Linked DNA regions of Sus scrofa: region 2 is linked to region 1. The links are chromatin contacts, called in public HiChIP or PLAC-seq maps. All regions are on one chromosome and are shown on one strand. The core of a region is the stretch at or near the end of the contact, and the rest is flanking DNA. Distances in the headings are between cores, read along the strand shown. Region 1 holds the start of LZTS2 (leucine zipper putative tumor suppressor 2). Region 2 holds the start of PDZD7 (PDZ domain-containing protein 7).

The links. HiChIP or PLAC-seq counts read pairs in DNA pulled down with a chosen protein or histone mark.
Region 2: a contact with region 1 is called in an H3K27ac HiChIP or PLAC-seq map of alveolar macrophages. The contact joins the promoter of PDZD7 here to the promoter of LZTS2 in region 1. A contact is called at or near these places in 10 of 47 Hi-C or Micro-C datasets (embryonic fibroblasts, epiblast stem cells, heart right ventricle and 5 more) and 2 of 2 datasets of contacts at active chromatin or transcription factors (alveolar macrophages and skeletal muscle).

Annotation. Positions count from the first base shown.
Region 1 is chr14:112,075,073-112,081,594 of Sscrofa11.1, reverse strand. It overlaps LZTS2 (leucine zipper putative tumor suppressor 2), which reads right to left and starts at 3,384. Exons shown (of 5, transcript XM_021072676.1): 1 at 2,945-3,384. It overlaps TWNK (twinkle protein, mitochondrial), which reads right to left. Exons shown (of 5, transcript XM_003483540.4): 5 at 5,426-6,522.
Region 2 is chr14:112,108,027-112,114,548 of Sscrofa11.1, reverse strand. PDZD7 (PDZ domain-containing protein 7) reads left to right here and starts at 3,201. Exons shown (of 18, transcript XM_021072670.1): 1 at 3,201-4,399; 2 at 5,062-5,441. The coding sequence starts at 5,219. It overlaps SFXN3 (sideroflexin-3), which reads right to left and starts at 3,066. Exons shown (of 11, transcript XM_021072679.1): 1 at 2,932-3,066; 2 at 1,524-1,687; 3 at 731-901; 4 at 291-389. The coding sequence starts at 1,684.

The sequences.
Region 1 (6,522 bases), core at 2,135-4,634:
CCCTCACCAAACTCCAAGGACCATCCAGCGGGATCAAGTCTGGGATCACGAGTTCCCATTCCGAGAGACAGGAAGCCGGGAGCCCCCCCACCCATCCCCCGGAGTCCACCCCCCACCATCCCCCGCCGCTTCCATAAAGTGGGGGCAGCTGTGGAATGCCGCCTCCCCACGGGACCTCCGCCGAGGAGAAGTTGGGGGCGCCCCCAGGCCGCCTCCCAGCCCCGGCGCCCCCTCACCTCCGCCGCGCTGCTCCATGCTCAGCCCCGGGCCGCCCCCAGCGCTCCACAGGCGCGCCGCCTGGCTTCAGCCCGCGCGCCCCACTCGGAGCGGCCCGGCCCGGCCCGGCCCGGCCCCGCCTCCGCAGCGCCCCCGGCCCGGCCCGGCCCGGCCTGGCCCGGCCCCCGCCCGGCTCGAGTGGGCGGCGCAACGCTGGGGAGGGTCTGGGGGCGACCCCGCCCCCGGGGCGCGGACACGCGCAGGCACCCCGCGTCACGCGTGTCCGGCGGGCAACACGCAGGAGCTGCGCGGCGGGACTCAGGCTCCCTCCTTCCGAGGGCCAGTGTCTGGGGTCTCGGTCGGCTCAGGATTAGGCGGCGGCGGCGGCAGGTCACCCTCTACCCCTACCCGGGCCCCGGGGCCAGCGGCAGCTGGTCATTGTTCGAGCACAAAGGGCCAGGCGCCGAGGCGGCCGCCCTTCCCCCTTCTCTTGTCTCGTCGATGCCTCTTCCCCCAGACACACTCTCCAGCTTCGGAGTCCAGAGGGGGCGGCGGAGGGTCAGTTGCCCCCGATTCGGGGCCCTGCGCCCCAGCACAAGTCGGGGGCCAAGGCTTGGTGGGTGTCTGCCCCACCCGCAGCCGGTTGGAGGAGGCACGCTTGGATTTGTGGAGGTGGCGCCACCTGGCGGCCCATTCGGAGAACACACTCGGTCACCGCCAACCTTGGGGGACCTTACCCTAGAAAGCCTAGGCCTTTCCCCAGCGCGGCTCAGTGCTCCCCAGCCTTCCCTCAGAGTCATTTCCTAAGAGAGAGGCCACTGATCCGAGAGAAGCAGCCCCTGGGCCCAACAGTCACTGAGGTGAGCCCATCCAAGCCTACAGGCCAAACCTACACAGCCGCGTAGCACACAACATCCCACTGTCTTCTCAGGGTCACGGATATTCTCAGCTCGGCAAACAAAACAGTCTTAACACCCACACGACCTTTCCCACAGTCTCACACAGCCACAATCATACAGTCTTTTTCATCACGAGGTTCCATGTCTCTTCTTCCCATAATCTTTCAGGCCAACACACAGAGACATTCGTTTCACATGCCTAGTTGTACACAGGCTTTCACAGCTCGAAGTCCTTCGCACCCAGTCACAATCTTAAATACACTTAGTCTCCTAAGCATTTTTCACACACTGACAGTCTTATTCACAGTCAAAAAACGTCTTCTTACATGTACACAACGTATTTCACAAACATTTTATCACACAGACTTTCCCGTAGGGTCTCTGTGACCCAGTCAGGTCAGCTGATGCCCACACGGCTGTACAAGGACAGCCTCCAGGCCCCTAACTCCGCCCCATCCAGGGCCAAGGCCTGCCACAGCTCCTCTACCCCAGGAAGGAGCATCTCCCCCCCTTCCAGGCCACAGCCCTGGCAGGCTCTCAGCTCTATTTTTAGCTCTATGGAAAGGATTGTTTTTCTTTCTTTTTCCCTGGAAAGGGAAACAGCTCAGCCACCCGCAGGCTCACCCTAGACCCTCTGCTCACAAGAACAGACTGAGTCCCACTCCGGTAGAGACCCCCCCCCCCTCTTCTGGCCTTGCCCTGATCCCAGCCTCCTGGGGCACTAGGAGCCGCCTCCCCTTTCTGGCAGCCAGCCCAGAAGCTCAGGCAGCAGCTGGGCTCAGCGTGCGTGTAGGGGTGGGGGGTGGGGTGAGGAAGGAGGCCGAGGGCCGATGCCCACTTTCATGCCCTGGGGGGAGGGGGCTGTCTTCCCTTCTACGGGAGGGAGACAGGCCCTCTCTGGTGTTGAGATGTGCACGCTCCTGCATTCTCTGGGGAAGGGGGACTCCCACTCTTGCATGCGTGGGCTTTCTGTTCCTACATTGCAAGGAGGAGCTCCTAGCTCTGCAGGGAGGGGTGGTAGTAGGAAGGGCACCCACAGGCGCTGCCGTAGCTGCTCCCTTGGCTGCTATACGCTGCCATCCAGAATATCGCCCCCACGCCCCCAATATCTTCAGGGATGGGGCACCATGTTGGGGAGAAGGAAGGGCGAAGAGCCCAGGTAACCCCAGGCCAGACCAACAGCCTCCTGTTCTCCTTCGCTAACCCGACTCCAGGGGGCGTTGTGTTCTCCTTCCGGGGGAGGTGGAGAATGGACTACAGCCCGGCCAGGTACCTTGCAAGCCCGTCCTGCACCGGGGCGGGCGGTTCCCGCCCTGAGGCCCGGGTGGGGGGAGCACAGCCCACAGGTCTGCGCTACGATCACGTGCTCGGCTCCTGTTTACGTCTTAGTCTTCACCTGCGGGCTGCCGGAAAGCAGGAACCTCTGGAGTTGTCCCACCCGGCCCGCCCCCGTCGGCGGTCCCTGGGTCTTTCCTCCCACCCCTGTCAAGTACGCGGCAGCAGCGCGCCTTGCCCGCTGGGGGTCCCGCGGGCCAGTGGCGTTGTTCCAGGGACGGCAGGCACAGCTCACTGGGCGCGTCCTCTTTAGGGTGCACGTGTGTTCGTCTGTCTCAGGTGCGCGCGTGGGTCTGTGTGTACGCGTGTTTGGACCCGTGAGTGTGAGGTTCCGTGTAGGTTCCCTGTTCACACTCTTCGCTTGTGCCTCCTGCACTGGGGACTCCCCTCCTCACTCCAACCCCCAACCTTCCAAGACCGGTAAAGTTCGCTCCGGCGCGGGGCTGTGCAGGAGCTAGAGTTCCGACACCTCCGCGGCCCCACCACGCACTCACCTAGGGCCACCTGCGCCGCCGCTCCAGCTCCCCTCCCGGCTCCTGCTCCAGCGCCAGCACCTCCTCGCCGCAGATCGGCCGGCTCCCAAGCCCGCTCCGGGCTGCGGACTCCCAGCGCCCGTCCGGCCGGGCCTGGAGGAGCGGGGCGGGGCGGCTGAGGCCGCGCCCCCGACCCCGACAGGGGAGTGGTCTGCGCAGCACCCCCTCAACAACCGACCCAGTGCCCAGCCCAGATGTGGCTCGATGGTGGCCCAGGACTGCTCCTCTGGCCTCTGACTTCACACCTTACAGCATTTGTCTTTCAGCTCGGGGAAGGGGCCAGTGGCACGTGACAGCTAAGCTGGCTGGCTGTCCTAACCAAGTCGGCTGTAGGGCTTTACAGCCACCTTCCTCAGCGCTTTAGGGAGCCCATCCTGGTCCATGCTCAGCCCAGTCCCCAGATGGGGAAAACCCCTGGGAAGCAGACAAAGAAGGCTCGGGTTTCACCAAAACAGACCCCGCCTTCCTCACACACACACACCTCGGCGTTGGGGCTGCCCTTGAGGACCAGCACCTCCCCCTCCCCGAGTAGGTGTCGGCCCAGGTGAGCCGGCCTGCCGGTTTGGGCCCCCACAGAGTATGGCCACGCTTCTCCTAGACTCGTAAAAGTTCCACCCACAGGCACAAACAGGAAGTTGACCTGTACTGCAGGGAGGAACCAAGGGCTCCCTCCCTCCATGGCACCCAAAGTGGCCTTTGTGAGGGCAGACTGTGCTGTCTACAGGTATCTGGGCTGTATTTGCAGCCTGAGCCCTGGGTAGCCGGAGTCTTGTGAGTTTAGTCCCTTCTCAAATGCAAGATGGAGAACCAAAGCTGCCCCCACACAGCTAAGTGTGACAATGAGTCTGAAGACAGCAGACAGCGCTGCAGATCCAGGGACCCTGTTCTGTCAGGCTCTTCCTCAGCTCTCAGGAAGGTTCTAAATGTCCAACTGGGCACATGGAATGCTGGTTCTAGCCCAGGTGATTTGCCTCAATCCACTTTGGCTGAGTACAGGGACAGGGAGTCCCAGGGACCTTACCCAGGAACTAGGGATTACCTGCCACTTTCTAGGCTGCAGTTACTCCGGAACATACTTCTGGCTAATTCTGATGCTAGGAGCTTAAGACAGGTGTGGAATGGAATGTGCTTGTGTACGGGGTGGGGCTGGGGGAGAATTAGCTTCCCCTCCCCCGAGCTGGTTTGTGCAGTGTGGTGGTGTCTGCTAGGAGGGTGGGGCAAGCCGGGCAAGTGTGTATCTATTCCTCTATAGCCAGTTCACACAGACACCTCGCAAAAGTTCCCTAATGGAAACTCCTAAAGTATTTCCTGAGAACACACCAGGCATTCTAGGGAGACCAGACCAACACCTTTCTAGGTAGCATTGATCTGGTGGGGTGCATCTGGAAGGCATGGCTGATGTTCAGTGTTGTAGCCCCTGGATGAGGCCTAGACCAGCCAGCGGCTGGGAATGATTACTGTGGGATTAGGAGAGCTGGCTCCAGCCAGTCTGGGAGAGACCCCCAAGAAGGGAGGCCCTGGAGGATCTCCCCCCTCCCCCCCAGGGAATGGCTTTGCTCCAGGGTCTGTTTCAGAAGACAACTGCAGTCACAGTTCTCACACACCACAGACCAGAGACCCCAGACCATCCATCCCACAGGGGTCCAGAGCCTCCTCTCAGGTTACAGGGAGACCTTGATAAGGCAGCCCTGCTTCCAGGGAGCAGGAAACCTCCCCCAACCCCCTCTACAAAAGGTTTCTCCCCAGCCCCTTTAAAACAGCTTGCATTCTCACCACTTCTGCAGGCAAATCTAAAAGGAAACGGGCACTTCGGGATATCAGAGGAAATGAAATGGAAAAGTGTCATTATTTAGGAATATTTGTCAGGGTCTCTGGATAAATTATCGTCTAATTTCTTTCAGGACTTCTTACACATGAGGAGTCCTGTACATCTCCTGAAACCTCCAGAATTAGAAATGCCTGTGCGTGTGAGGAATGGGGAGACAGCAGGGCCTAGGTTCTGCATTTTTAAACAGGAGCCCCAGTCCTGACACACATTAACATAAACGCTGAGAGGATGCAAGAAGAGGAAAATGGGGGGTAGGGGGGATAAGAATATGCTGAGCCAGAGTTCACAATGAGAGAGGCCAATGAGTGGCTCATGTCATAGAGCGCCAGCTGGTCCAGCAAGGCCTAGGCATGGGGCCCAGTGACCCACACCTCTGCCAGGGATCACACAGAGATCCTCACAGACGATAGGGATAAAGAGGCACCATCCTGTCTTCCCCAGGCCATGAAGAGGTGTAAGGGGGTGTATGCATGAAGACCCTTTAATGCCCCTGCTTTCTTGGGAGCCCATAGCTCAGATGGGGTGGGGTAGGGGACCCATCCAGTTCAAAGTGAGAAAATCCAGTTAAAAACTGGGGAGACATCTGGTGGACAAACAAAAAAATGCACAGCAACAAAGGCAATTTTTTTTTTTTTTTTTCAATAAAACTGGAAAAGGCTCTACAAAAAGTCATGATTGCATCCACTCCAGCAATCTGAGGCAGATACCATAGACTGAGCATCAGGGTGGCAGGCACTCTGGGCTCACAGCTTCCTTCCATGGCTCTCTAGCCAAGACTTCCCTCTTTGTGGCCCTGGTAGCATAACTGCCAAGCACCTAGATCCAGTGGCAGTAAGCACCACCTCGTGGTAGGCTCCAGTCTGATACCCACCATGCAGCCCTTTGCCTCTACAAGCCCGGGCTAGAGGCTTTTTGCAGAAGTCCACTATTCCCCTGCAAGTTCAGGGGGCTGACCCCACTGTTTTTGTTTTTTTTTTCTTTTTCTTTTTAGGTTGCTTATGGAAGTTCCTGAGGTTAAATCTGAGCTACAGCTGCTGGCCTATGCCACAGCCACAGCCATGGCAACGCCAGATCCTTAACCCACTCCAGTGAGATCAGGGATTGAACCTGCATCCTCACAGACACTGTGTTAGTTTTTTGGGTTTTTTTTTTTTTTTTTTGGTCTCTTTAGGGCTGCACCCATGGCATATGGAGTTTCCCAGGCTAGGGGTCCAACTGGAGCTGCAGCCGCCCTCCTACACCACAGCCACAGCAATGCCAGATCCTTAGCCCACTGAGCAAGGCCAGGGATTAAACCTTCATTCTCATGGATAACAGTCAGGTTCATTAACCACTGTGCCATAACAGGAACTCCTACATCAGGTTCTTAACCCACTGAGTCACAATGGGGACTCCCTGACCCCACTGCTTTGAACTCAACTAGCTCATTCCCACTTTAGGGTCTTTGTATTTGCTTTTCCCTCTGCTAGGATTCCTCTTTCTCCAGATGTTCATATGGCTCAATCCTAGTTCTTCATAGTCCCCAGCTACAACATCCTATGCTCAGAGAGATTTTAGATCTTAATCTAAACCAGCCTATAAGCACTATCACATTACTGTATTTTTTCCTTTAAAACATTTTTCACTATCTAAGATTATGTTTCAGATATATTTGTTCACTGCTTGTCTTGTCTCTTCTACCACACTACAGGTCCCACAGAAGCAGGGACCT
Region 2 (6,522 bases), core at 1,952-4,451, 33 kb before region 1:
GGATGTGCCAAATCTTCAATACATGGAGCGTGGGAGGGTGGCCTTATTGTGGAGAAACGTCTCCCCTGCTCCCGTATAGACTTGTCCGGAAGCCCCGGTCACTCCCCTTGAAGAGAACTGGGTCCCCCAAAGCATACATGAGAAGACCCCATGCCCTCAGTCAAGCCAGGACAGTGGCGGGTGGGGGCAGGCTGAGAGGAGGGCACTGAGCCACCGGCTACATGGGCCCTCAGGGAACACGAGAGAGCAACGGAGGGCGGGGAGAAGAGCCCCTGGGGATGAGCTCTCACCCCACGGTGATGGGAGCGTCTCCACTGCGGTTGGAGTAGTTAACAATGGCATTGAAGGATTGATTCACCCACTGCCAGAACACCACGGTTGGGGTCTTCCTGGGGAACAAAAAGGCTTACTTCGACAGTGTCCCTCCTTCTTGGACCCCAATCATAAAACCCCAAAGCTTAGCCCCAAACCCTCAGGGGAGGCCCTGTTGATGACCCTAGAACCTGCTCCAGTGACCCCTGCATGGTCGTCCTTACACAAACACACCCATGGTCTCTGGGGTGGGAGGACCCCTGACCGAGTTCAGAGGAAGGGAAGGGATTCTAACACAAGCTCTCACCCATCTACTATTTTCTGCCCAAATTGGCCCAGACCGGAAGTGCCTAGTCATCAAGTTATGCTCTAGCTTGGACAGAGCACCCAGGGAGGAGACACACAGGATAGAACCTGCCTGTAGAAGGTGAGCATGCAGCCGGTGATGGTCATGTTCATGGGCACCTGGGCTGACATGCGGCCAATCAGGACCACCTTCTCCCCTGTGTCCGGATGGAAGGCAGAGTCGTACACATACTTGGCCCGCCACAGCTGGTCCTCGGTGAGCCCTGGAGTCACCACGCCGGCCCTGCAGGGGTTGGCAAGGAGCAGACAGCAATTCTAGGGGCAGATCCCCCCACCCAAGCCCTGCCCACGCAGCTCAGGAGAAGTCTGGGCATAGGATCAGGTACTTTGGCCCTCAACCTCGTAATAAAGAAGCTCCTTACTTCTGGGGAAGAATTAAATTGTCGCGGAAGGAAGGCTCCTATTGCTATTTCCCTTCTTAGCCACACATAGAAGGGTGCCCTTCTGACTCTGCCCAAATGCTGGGTCATGAGTAATGGTGGTTTCCAACGGGTCACAAATGGCTGGGGTGTTGCAAGAGTTTTTCCTCCTGCCCTCCTACCTCCTTGGGACCCAAATTTGAGCCCCTCTATCCTTGTATAGGGTGGCCCAGCAGTGGAACAGGTCCTTGTAAAGTATGAAGCATAGAGCAGCCCCCTGACCATAAATATTAATACTACCTTCTCAAGCCAAACACCCTGAAATTTTTTGGGTTAACGTTCTGTGCCCTACTTGTCTGTGATTCCAACAGATAGGGCTAGGGAGTAGGGGTTGGGGTGGAGGAGTGGAACAGGGGAGACAGGTGCAAAGGGTACTTTATTAATGGCAGGGAAGGAGACCCTGGGTCAGTTGGGGTTGGGAGTCACCTGTAGTTCTGCACGATGTTCCGGGAAGCTTCCAGCTGTGCCCCAGACAGCAGCAGATTTCGAGGGTCGGTCACAGTGAAGAAGTGCCGGGCTCTACCCAGGAAAGTGCTTTGGTCCCAGCGAGGTTCCTGGATATTGATATCTAAGGGCAACTCACCCATTTTCTGCAGGGGAGGGACCAGAGTCAGAGGACTCCAAGGAGAGGACCCAAGGACTCCACATGGGGCCAACTTTGGTAGCCCTACCCTGGTCCCTGGGCTTACTGCCAATCCCTTCTAGAGCTCAAGGTGATTCTGGATACGTAAGCAAGGATGTGGGGGAGGGGAGCTGTTTTCTAGGCAGTGTCCTAGCTCAGGGACCTGCAGACACAGGAGAAGGGGACAGGGGAGAACAGAGCCAGGAAAACAGATGTCCTTGTGCTCTGGCCTGGCACAGATTTCCATGAGTGAGGATTTACATGTGTGTGGTTGATGCAGCAGCAGCAACAAATCCTCTACAGCTATTCATGTGCTCTGTATGCACAAACATGCAGATTATATGCATCACACATCCATGTTCATTCAGCTTTAGGCCCTGGCTGCCCTGAGCCTACATACAAACCCCTAAGGCTGTTTGGAAGACGGTATAAGCCATCCCACACCCCAAGCCCGGACTGGAGGAGAGCAATGGCTCATTGGCAACTCTAAGGCTTATCTATTCCAGATCTCTAAAAGGTGACTCTGAAGCCTGCCAGCTAGGTATGCCCACAGGCATGCACGCACAAGTTCCCCCCTCCAGAGCCACCTTCCTCATCCCACACAGAAGGGCCCAAGGATCTCCTTGTTTCCCACCTGGGCAGGGCTGACATAGACACCCATCCCACCTCTCCCTGAGCCACTGGCCTCAAAAGAAGCAGGGTTCAGTAAGTGACCCCTCCATTCAGCCCAGAAAGGCAAGCCTGAAGCCGCCATCTGGCTGTGTTGGGCAAAATCCTACAGAATGACTAATCCTCTCCAACCACACTTCCTCCCTCGCAGGCAGACACACCCTCCGCTGCCTTGCACACTCATATTCACATACCCACACACAAAGACAGCAGCATACATGCCCTACCCAGACTTACAAATGGAGTGGACACGCCCTGCATACAAAGACCGTTACTTGCACGCACACACACACACACAGCCCATATCTATCAGTTGCAGACACTTTATTGTGTGATCCATAGAGCCCCACCCCGACATTCCTTCCCCAACTAACCTCCCCTCCGGCCCCATGGACCTCCCTTGAGCCGAAGATACTGAATCTCACACTGCCTGGAAGTGTGCTGAAGAGAGAGCACTTCAAGGCAGCTTTCCTCTCTGACTCCCAGCCCTCAACCCGCTATTTTCCTGACCCCCGGACCCCGCCCGGCACAGCGAGCACTCACGCTCTCCTGGGCTCCCCGGCTCCCGGCCTCTGCAGCTCTTAGGCCCGCCTTCCTCTGCGCCCGTCGCCCCCGCCCTCACACCCATCAAGCACACGTCACGTGTGACGCTCACTAGCCTGAGAGGCTGGGGCTCCCTCGGCGCATTCGCCTGGCGTGGCCAGGGATTGGCAGAGCCTGGGGGCGTTGGGTATCATTAGGGGCGACGCCCCCAGCCCGGTCCACCGAGACCGGCCCTACGGTGCCTCCCAGAGCCAATCCCGACTCCAGGATCAGTTCTGGCCCTGTCCCCAGCCCGAGAGAGGAGGGGAAGAGCGGCGGGCGCTGCCCCATTTGCTCACAGTGCCTTGGTTGGCCTCGGGAGGCACCGGGTTTCTTCAGCAAGGGATCTGGGTGCCCAGGGTGAAGGCGCGCGACGTGGAGGGGCATCCACTGATGGTGCGCTCGGAGGGACTCGGGTTACCGCCGGCTTGTTTACTCGATGGCTGCCTTGGCAGTGGCCTCTGCCTACTTGCCCCCCTGGGCGCCTCTCCTGGTTCCCACAAGCTCCTCTCGCAGCACCTCAGCACTCGCACCAGTGTGGTTCTTCTCGTGCCTGTGCCCCTTCTATGTCCCCAGTCCTTTCCTCCTTCCTAGTCCCCTCCTTACTCCCTTCTGTAACCTCTAACTCTGCTAGGGTGCCCAGTTTCTTTATGCCCGCAATTTCTACCCCTGCTTCGCAGACCCTGGCCCCAGTCCCTGCTCTGGGTGTGAAGGGGCGGAAATCTCAAGATCCCTCTGTCCTATCAAGGAAGTGGATCAAAAAGATTCTTCCTCCTAGTGTCCTGTTATCAGCTGCCTCCCCCCCCCCCGCATACATTCCAGAACTGGGTGGCCAGAGAGACACTTTCTGATATAGAAGGAGGATGCATGTGAAGGCAGCGCTCAGACACACACACACACACACACACACACACACACACACACGCACCCTCACCCAATCATCATTCAGAGCATGCGTGCCACACACCCATGCTCCTGCCCACCGCAGGCTCACACCCCGCTGTTGGGTGACATCCTCACTGAGGCCTCAGGGATCACTGCAGAGGGGTGACAATTCCACGAGTCCTGGCAGCTGGCTTGGCCTGGAGAAGACAGGGTTCTGGGCTCCCCTGAGCTGTACAGGTAGCGGGAGCAGAGCAAGCCAAGGCCCCAGCCCTAAGTTCGTGGTACAGAGTGGGGCATCCGAACTCAATTGGAGTGTGTAGAACCCAGCGACCCCAGCCCAGGTTGCGAACTGCGTTCAGGGGCACCCAAGGGAGGCGGAGGGAGGAATGACTGGCGTCGCTCCCAGCCAATGGGAGCCCGGGGCTGCACTAGCCTGCCCCATTCCTGCCGCCTCCGCGGGGCGTGGGCGGGGATTCCGCGGCTGCTGCGGTATTGCGCGCGCCCGCGGGCGGGCGAGGCCGGCTGCGGCCGCACAAGCAAGCAGGTGAGAGGGGCCGGGAGGACCGAGCCGGGGGTGGGGTGCTGCGTTCTGGGTCCCGGAGTTTCTTTGGGGAACTTGGTTCCAGGTTTTGCGCGGTATGTTGAAGGGCTCTCGACAGCAAGTCCTTACCCCAAGCCTGGATGGGGGGTGGGGGGGTAGGGGTGGAGGGGACTGCAGCCTGGGACCTGGGGATCTCTAGGGGCCGAGGAATCTCTGGGGCCTTTGGCTGCAGCTGTGCCACGTCCTGGAGCCCCTCGAGGGCCAAGCCCTTGGGGCTAGTCCTCTACCCACATACACTTGAGAGGCGGCGCAGTGAACTATTCTGGCCCCGGTTTCTCTCACACTGCTTGAAGCCCTAGGGCTGACGATAATTCTGTCTCCTCTCTTTCCGCCTCTACTGAGGACGGGGGACTTGTGGAGGAGATGACTCAGCTGAGAGCAGGAACTAGGGGTGAAAGAGGGGTTCCCATCCACCTTGTTGTATAAATAGTTCCAAAAGCCCATGATGGTGCCGGAACTGGGCATTTCTCTGGTCATGGGTGGGAGAGGTGAGGGTCTTACGGCATGTCAGGGAGGACGCACAAACCAGGGGGAGGGAGGGAGGTTTTGGGGGCTGCAGGGGCGGCATTCTCGCCCGTTCCCCAATCCTGGCTCTCCCTGCGCAGGCCTGGAGCAGATACTCCTGGGACGCAGTGGGGTCTCCCAGTCTCTGAAGCCACAGTCTGCACAGAAGGCTCACAGAGCCAGGGCGAATGGGGCCTTCCTCTCGAGGGCTAGCAGGTTCCTTCTGAACCTGTAGGGTCCCCGCACAGTCTGGCCACCATGGCACGTGGTTTCGCAGTGGGCTTCGACCCACTGGGCCTCAGAGACCTAAGCTCCGGCTCTCTGAGCTCCCTCTCCTCCCGAGGCCACCTGGGCAGCGAGTCGGGCTCGGCAACGCGATACCTGCTGAGGAAGCAACAGCGGCTGCTGAATGGGCCCCCCCGCGGAATCCGAGCCTCATCGCCCATGGGCCGCGTCATCCTCATCAACTCCCCCATTGAAGGTGGGGGCAGGGCCCAGCCATGGGCCGGGGCACTGCTGGTGGGGGTAAGGGGCAGCGGGCGCTAAGCAGGAGGAGGCAGAGCCAATATGGGTGGGGGAACTCAACAGATAGAAGCCGTAGGGATGTGCCTCTGGTGACCTATTGACTCTTCCTCATTTACTCTTTTCTCACCTTCAGGTCAATCCTTTAGGTTTCCAGGATTGTGGAGAGATTGGAAGTGGGAGGTATGAAGGCAGGGAAGGGTGTGTGGTATGCTAGCCCCCAAGTGAGCAAGGCAAGGTATTGAATTGGCCCTTCCCTCCTGTGGACTCTGCCTTTCTCCAAACCCATTTGTGTATGACTTTGGTGTGTCGGGCAGGATCGCGAAGGACGTTCTTCATCAGCCAGCCTGTTGTGTGCCCTGCTCTGTGCTGGGCTGTGAGGGGTCAGTGCCCAGCTGGGCAGAGAGAATCAAAGGTTTCAGGTGCAGAAGGACAGAAATAGAGGTAGAGCAGCAAATGTTCTGAAGGGGGTTGGGGGGAAGAGGTGGGTCGAAGGTCTGGAGGGAGCCCCAGGCCTGGGCCCTGGAGGAAGGGGGCACTTAATCTTATGCAGTTGCTTAATGCCGTTTCATTGCACACCTATGCCAGCCATAGTTAGGTCCTGTGGGGGACCTACAGAGAAATAAGGCTCAATCTTCACCTTCCAGAAATTCACCATGTGGCAGGGCTGAGAGACAGAACAATGAGAGCAGCTGGTGCTGGAGTGGAGCTATCAGGAAGATTGCAGTGAGAAGTCTGGAGCATGGTGGGTGGGCTCTTAGGAGACAGCCTGGCTGCAGTGACAGATGTGGGGCGACAAAGAGCAGGTGGGCAAGGTGAGACCTTGAATGCCATCAGGAGAGTAGGGGCCCCCTGGGCCTAGGTTTTCTGTGGGCAGGACCAGATAAATATCTCCAGCTCCCCCCTGTCTCTCAGCCAGCGGAGTTCCCCTGGCTGGATCCCACACTGGACTTTTCAGACTCTGTTCCTCCCCTCTGACCTGTCTGAGCACTTCTTTCCCCTACCTGGTCCACCAGGGCAGGGATAGAGCATGTTGCTCA